Regions from separate parts of the Rattus norvegicus genome. Here region 2 is linked to region 1. The links are chromatin contacts, called in public Hi-C maps. All regions are on one chromosome and are shown on one strand. The core of a region is the stretch at or near the end of the contact, and the rest is flanking DNA. Distances in the headings are between cores, read along the strand shown. Region 1 has its middle 420 kb from the start of Acvr2a. Region 2 holds the start of Acvr2a (activin A receptor type 2A).

Region 1 (3,590 bases), core at 753-3,252:
TGTTTTAAATTAAATCTTTAAAACCAAAAACTTGCTTTCTCCCCTATGTGTCTTTCTGGCTTTCTGTTTCTTTCTTCCACATACTTTTGCTTGGTCCTCTGCCTTGGGGAAGGTATTAGATAAGATGCTCAAAGCACATTTGGTTTCAGCTAAAGATGTTGTTGTCCAGACATTCAGTACTGTCTTATGTGTGCCTGTCCTGGCACTGGGAATGCTTCTTGGAATGTATCCTAAATGCAGGGGAAAAGTGTCTGAAGTCTGTCAATATTCTGGGAAGGACATCCAAAGCATGCATTTCAGAGGTGTGTCCGAACCCATTCTTTCATTGTCAGGGGCCTTATGAAAACAAAGATAGGATTCTTAGTTCAAATATTTTGTATATTAACAATGTTTAGAGTCCAGTTTCCCTTAACCAGAGCTTAGTTGTAGAAACCTGCAGTCCCAGCACTTGGGAGGTTCAGGCAGATAGATCTAGAACTTGAAGCAAGTTTGGGGTATATATGTAGCAGGATTCTGTTCAGAAAAAAAAAATAGACAAGTGAATGGGCCCGTAGTACTTTCTTCTGGACCATTCCACCATCTTGGTGAAAATGATTATGGGAAAAGTTGATTCAATGGAATGTTCTTAGTGTTTGACTGGAGTCTCATCTCTTCTATCTCTTCTTTCTCTTCTCTAGACACGGTGTAGCACCCTAGTAGGGAATCGTAAGGAAAGGCTGTAGGAAGGGTGACAGATCTGAGTTCTGGAAAGTTGTTGATTTCATGATGCAAACCCTGAATCTCAGGAAGATTGAAGTGACATACTTTGAACAGAGGCCTCAACTCAGATTTTACAGCAATAAATTCGTCTCTCCCCACCTCACCATTATACCAGAAGTCAGCACACTTCTGAAAATTCTTTTTCATAAAAAATCATCTAAAATTCAAGCAGAAGGCATGCTTTGGGGGATAAAAGATGTGATGACCTTTTTGAAGGACATCTGTCAGTTCTGTGATACATGGATAGTTGCACGGCGAGGCAAATTTTAATAAGACCTGGAAAACTCCAGAAAGAGGAACTCATTCCTAAACTACCAAGTAAATGAACAGAATGTGAGGGGAACTCAATGTAGGAAGGTATTAATAGGGAAGTTAAGGGAGAAATGATTACTTGTGATTTCAATCAGAGAAAGCCATTTTCAAATGTTTATTCTCATTAAAGAATCTCATTCGTGTAAAGCTTTCTACCGAAACTAGATTAAAAAAAAAAAAAACATTGTGAGTGAATAGAAAGGATGAAATGGTTGCAAAGAAGCTTGAAACTGCGTCTCAAACTGAGTAACAATTTGCTATAAACTTTACCATGAACCAAGTTAAACTTTTAGGATGAAGGTCAGTCCTATAAGACTCTTTTCCCCTCCCCCCTCGAATGATTTCTTTTTTTGTTTTTTCCTTTGCCTCTTGTTTTTAGCAGACTCTTCATTTTTTTTCTGGAAATCAGACAAATTTCATTGATGGTCTCTTTCATTCTGCACAACGTGGGCAAGCTAAGTATCTTATGAGCCAATGATGTCAGAGTGAAAACTCCACCCACTTATATCAGCACATAGGTTTATAGTATTCCATAGGTATATTCTTCTAGACAAACCAAAGAACCAATGAGTACAAAAAACATTTTTTTTGAGGAAATTTGTAACTGGGATATTTCCTGAAATAAGGAAGCTTTAATTTGGAGCTGGGCATTGTGTTTGTATTGCCTTGACTTACAGTTATGCTAAGACTGTGTTGTTAGTGTCAGTGCTATTGGCCATGACTGTTTTTAGCTCATAATATGCTGCAACATTGTATATACAGATCTGTTGATGATGGCTCTTCAACAAATGATGTAACTCCTGCCAAGAATAGAACACAGAACAAAGCCACTTCCCTTTTTCTGTGCCTAATGGCTCATCCTCTAGACCGCTGTTCTCCACTCCCAGGAAAGGACTGTGTACAGTGGCCTGGCAGCCTCATTTCCCATGAGGCTAGTGAATAACAGTACTATCATTTTCCCGACAGGCACAGCGGCTCTCTCCACATCCAGTCGGTGATGATGCTGAGTGTTCAAAGGGCTCAGAGGTTCGAGCCTGGAAGCTGGGTTAGGCAGCTGCTTGAGGTAATTAGGAACTGGAAGGAAATTTTCTGAAGGCGTCCAACAGGAGAATGGAGCACCCATAGCAGGGGATGGCTCTCAGAATGCAGAGAAGTTGCTGAAAGGAGGCTAGGCTCCTGGGGAAAGTGCTGCAAGTGTGTAAAAATAGACACTTGTAGCTTATGTTTAACTGCTTAGGGTTGAGTTACACGCTGTCAGATGATGTTAACGTCAACACCAGATCCTGTGCATTGACGAGAGCTTGGAAAGTTTGGGTGAAAGGCTAAGTTACATTCTGGGGAAACATTCTCCTGACTCAATCTTTCTCTCAGCTTCTGTTAAGTTAGCACCTGGGTTAAGTTATGCAGGGTTCTTATTTTCTCTCTTTCTTTTATTCTTTTTCTTTTTTTTTTAATTTTTGGTTTTAAAAATATGTGCTGACACCCTGAATTCTGAAAAGAGCCTGGAGGGGCATTGAATAATCTTTTGACTATAGTATTACTCTTTTATGAAAATCCTGATAAGATTATCTTTCATACAGGTAAAACAAAAGAAAAAAATTCTACTTTTTCTTGTGTGCTGTATAATTAAAAACGCTAAGAAAATGCTAGGGTGGGCTGTGCATGGCTCAATAATCATTTTTCATTGTCTTGCAATTGATGGTATATAGTCATTAAGGTGGCACTATATGGAGGACATTTATTTTATGTGGGAGCTCCTTCCCTTGGGAGAGAGTAGGGCTCTCTGTCACAATGAAATATGACAGGAGGCAGGTTTAAACCTTTGCTGCTCAGGGAGACCTCCACAGAAAGTCTATTAACGTGGCAGTCTCCTGACCTGGAATACTCCAGTGGTTCCAATTCTGACCCCCTAGAGAGCAACTGTCAATGGTAATAAATCCAGCTCTATTGCATGGCATGAGTCCATTTCCACGAGAGTTTCCAGTTCTCTGCATCTCACATCTGATGGGTGGAAGTAAACAAAATAAAAACAAGTTGTATGTTACAAGGGACAACTGTTTCATGGACTGTTACTAGGTTTTGCAAATCAGGATTTCTTAGAAACGCAGGGATCATGACCATGTATGTCAGTCACCCCAAATGTTCTTCTACTTCATCCTCTGGATAACCCCTGGCAAACGGTGCTACTGTTTGTAACCACTAGCCCAGACCAGCTAGGTCCTCACCTTGAGGCTCTATTGACAATGTAGGAGGCTTCTTTTAGGGTTTTCTAATGGGTGGCTGAGCCAGATTTTAAACTAAATGTCATCCTTATATTGGCATAGTCCGTCTGGTCTCCATTCTTCACACAATTCTTGTTTGTAATGAATCAATAAAACAGAAGCTGGTACAAGTAGATTCCCTATGACCTGGGCAAAAGGCTTTGGCCACTGTATCTCAACCATAGCCATTGCTTTCCTGTCTGTCTTTCCTCTCAGTACCCAGGAGGGAGTATCCTTGATGAAAGGACTGAATCTCAT
Region 2 (3,440 bases), core at 399-2,898, 420 kb before region 1:
CCTCCTCCTCAAGGGCAGATGAGAAAAAAAGGAAACCTGAACGGAGACCTAAACAGGAGTTTACCAGCAAGATATATCGGGTCGGGGGGGAAGCAATATGAGGGGAAAAACTACACGGTTAAGTCAGTTCCGAAAAGCAAGATATTTAACATTATCAAAGCTTTCATTCATTTCAGACACCATTGTTTAGCTGGCTTTCTAAACCAAGCACAAAAAGAACTGTCCGCCTGCCTTAAGCATGTTCCTTCTTCCATTTAAACAGACATGATTCTTTTGGTTAATCTCTGGCAATGATCGCCATTTCACAACACATTCAGCCCACCCGGAACTGATCAATACCACTACAGACATAAGACTAGACTTTATCCATTTATTAACCACAAGGAAATGTACCATTCAGCAAAATTCTATACATTACAAAAGATTCTATTAAAAGGGGGGTGGGGTGGGGAAGATGGACGGACACACACACACACAACAGAGAGAGGTACACAAAGAAAAGACTACCACCTTCTAATTTCCCTGTGACATACGAGGGAACGACACAGCCATGAAACCTGTCAATTCGTCCCCCACCCCTCTTCTTTGCCACAACCTAGGAAGTATCCACTGAATTTTTATAATGAATGTATTCACTGTGACTTTTAAACTGTTTCATCCCTCGAACTAACTCTCCTGTTAAGTGCGTTTGCACACCTTTCAGCTAGATGTATGCATTTCCAGAAATTCAAGTACAAAAGCCTAGTTTTTCCAACCACTGGTTGCAACCATACAACATCTTCATATAATCATAATTTTCGGATATAAAATGGCCAGAGTATTCTCCTAACCTTGAGCTAAAAAACATCTCACAAGAATAGCACATTTAACATGAGCACAATTTCACATGCCCTGTTCTAAACTGAAAACAATGTGTCAGTACAAAGCATTTAAAAGAAGTATTCCGTAGGTAAGCAGAATCTACGCCTGAAAAGAGCACACAAATGGTGGGTGAAAGCCAACACACACCACCAACACACACCAGCATACCTCTCCTGCACTGGGTTATGGTTAATACTCGGCAACTAAAACTATTTTTAACACTACTGGACAATGAAGTTGGAGAAAACGTGAGAGAAGACCTAGATTAAATCGCAGATAGGATGCATTGTTTCTCACAGTCAAAATTAAACACCAGCCCACTTGATCTATGTCTCGATATTCACCGGTGAAGCACTAATTAGATGACGACCAAAACCGGTCCTTGTTTTGGAACAGCTTAGGCTAAATGACATTTCGGAATACCTCCTTCTGGGTCTCAAACCTTTACATAAATTTTCACTTGTGGTATTTGCGGCTTCACAGCAACCCAACCAGCGCTGTCATCGAGTGTTATGGCCACAAACCATGACTTTCTCACTTGCACAACAACACGGCACTCAACCTATCAGTTCGCCAAACCAACCCAAAACAAGTGGAATTCGTGGAGATTTCCAGATTGTCAGGGCTGCGGGGTTGGGCGCGGGAAAAGCCTCGGCCCCAGAACTGCCCAGCCGACAGCAGCCGGCCACAGCCCCGCCGCGCCGGCTCCTCCACCTACCTGAAGAGCAAGAGATAAGAAAGACGGCGAACGCCAACTTTGCAGCAGCTCCCATTTTCCCGAGGCGCCGGAGAAGCCGTAGGAAGTTCTCGCTAGATATCCAGTTCCCTGGGTCTTCCTCGGAGACAAACCTCCTGGTGTAAAATCAACCGTCATAAAACATATTCGGAAGCCCCGAGGCGGGGGGGAGGGGGGAGCAAAAACGTTCACAGGGTCGAAAAAAGGGGGGAAAAAGGCACAACAATTTAAAAAATTGTACCACGGGGGAAAAACCGCCACATACACGCACAACACACAAAACCAAACAACGAAAAGCCAACAACAACAAAAGCGGGTTGGAATCACTGTCAAAATCACTGTCAGCTCCGCTCGCCTCTCGCGTCTCAGTGAACAAAACGCCTGACTGAGGCGACGAGGCGGCGGCGGCGGCGGCGCCCGCAGCCGCCCGGACGGTCCGGGAGCCGAGCTGCTCCGACGTCCGGACCGACCTTCAACCCGGACACCCAAAGTCCGCGGACCACGGTAGCCGAGCTTGCGGCGGTGGCGGTGCGAGGCGGCGACGGAAGACGGCCACCGGAGACTGCTGCGCAGGAGGCGGCCAAGTTCTGGTCCAGGCTGTGGCTCCGGCTCCCGGCTCCCGGCTCGGCCGCGTTTTCGGTCTCCTGGCCTCCGCCGGCCCCGCCCCCTACACTTCCGGTTCCGGCCCGAAGCTGGAAGCCAGGCGCGGCGGAGAACGCTCCGCGGCGGCGGTGGCGGCGGCGGCGGGAGCGGCGGCAGGGCGCAGCGCGCGTGCCGGGCGGCGAGCGCGAGGAGATTGCCCGGGAGGCGGGGCGAGCCGGAGGGGCGGGGCCGGGGCTGGAGCGCGCTCTGCGAGGCCTGCGGGACCCAAGACCGAGCTGACGGGACGGCGGGCCCTGCGGGTGCCTGCTACGGTCTCGAGACCCCTGGAGTGCCCAGTGCGGTGCCCGCCCGGGCGCGAGATCCGCGGCGCCCGAGCGGGATGGGCGATGCCAAGGCCGACTGCGGCGCCCAGCCTTTCCTCTGGGGGACGCCGAGGCCGCGCCGAGCTGATCGGAGTGGGCGGGAGCCGCACCCGCTGCTGCCCGAGCGAGCTCGGTGCTCGCGAGCCGGCCGCGCCCCCGCCGCGGAGGCCTCCCAGCGTTTGTCTTTGGGCTAAAAAATAAAGGCAGGAAGGGCTGTCCGCCAGGTCAGAACACCCTCGCCGGTTAGCTGGTTGTGCGGTTCGGATCCTTTCCACCATACCTTGTATACACAAAGCATTGTGTTGCAAACAGGTTTGCTCCTAGTTAGCGAGAAAAGTCTGTATTAAGCTTGAAGTGAAAACTGCAGATTTCAATGTATTGGACAGTCAGAGACGTTGGTATTATCAATTCTATGCCTCTTGTAAGACCTATTTTACCCCGTAAGCCATGTTGAACTGTTTCCCGGGTGTTCAGTTAAGCACCGAAACAAATACAAAATGTAAAAATGTGACCCCTACCTCCAGAAGCTCGGCTATTTGGGATATTAGAAGTTAACTAGAGCGTGCAGAGAATGATTGCTAGAGCCAGTACGTTTGCCATTTACCACAATTCAGCATAATAAAGAGGGAGATATTGTCTTTTTTTTTCCCACTTTACTCCAGCACTGAAGGTTTTGACAGGAATGCTTCCTCAGTAGAAACGTAAATATCTAGAGGTTTACCTTTTTATCTTAACACAATAACCTCTATCTACTATACAGTGTTTGGAGATTTTTTTTTTTTAATAAAAAAAAGGAAGCAACTGTGGGATGGGTAATTAATGTTTTAGTGTACACTGATTCCCACATTTTTCCACAAACTCACTTGTATTTATGTTTT

What was found. Hi-C and Micro-C count contacts between places; a contact is called where the count stands out from the background.
Region 2: a contact with region 1 is called in a Hi-C map of psoas muscle, with 1.8 times the contacts expected there. The contact joins the promoter of Acvr2a here to the enhancer-like site in region 1. A contact is called at or near these places in 1 of 12 Hi-C or Micro-C datasets (psoas muscle) and 1 of 1 datasets of contacts at active chromatin or transcription factors (oligodendrocytes).

What each region holds. Positions count from the first base shown.
Region 1 is chr3:53,195,968-53,199,557 of GRCr8, reverse strand. No RefSeq gene overlaps it. Among named protein-coding and RNA genes, the nearest start is that of Acvr2a, 420 kb to the left of the region's middle. Within about 2 kb of position 2,002, at least 8 of the 93 cell types and tissues checked have an H3K27ac peak or open chromatin away from gene starts, as enhancers often do.
Region 2 is chr3:53,612,994-53,616,433 of GRCr8, reverse strand. Acvr2a (activin A receptor type 2A) reads right to left here and starts at 1,648. Exons shown (of 11, transcript NM_031571.3): 1 at 1,580-1,648. The coding sequence starts at 1,634.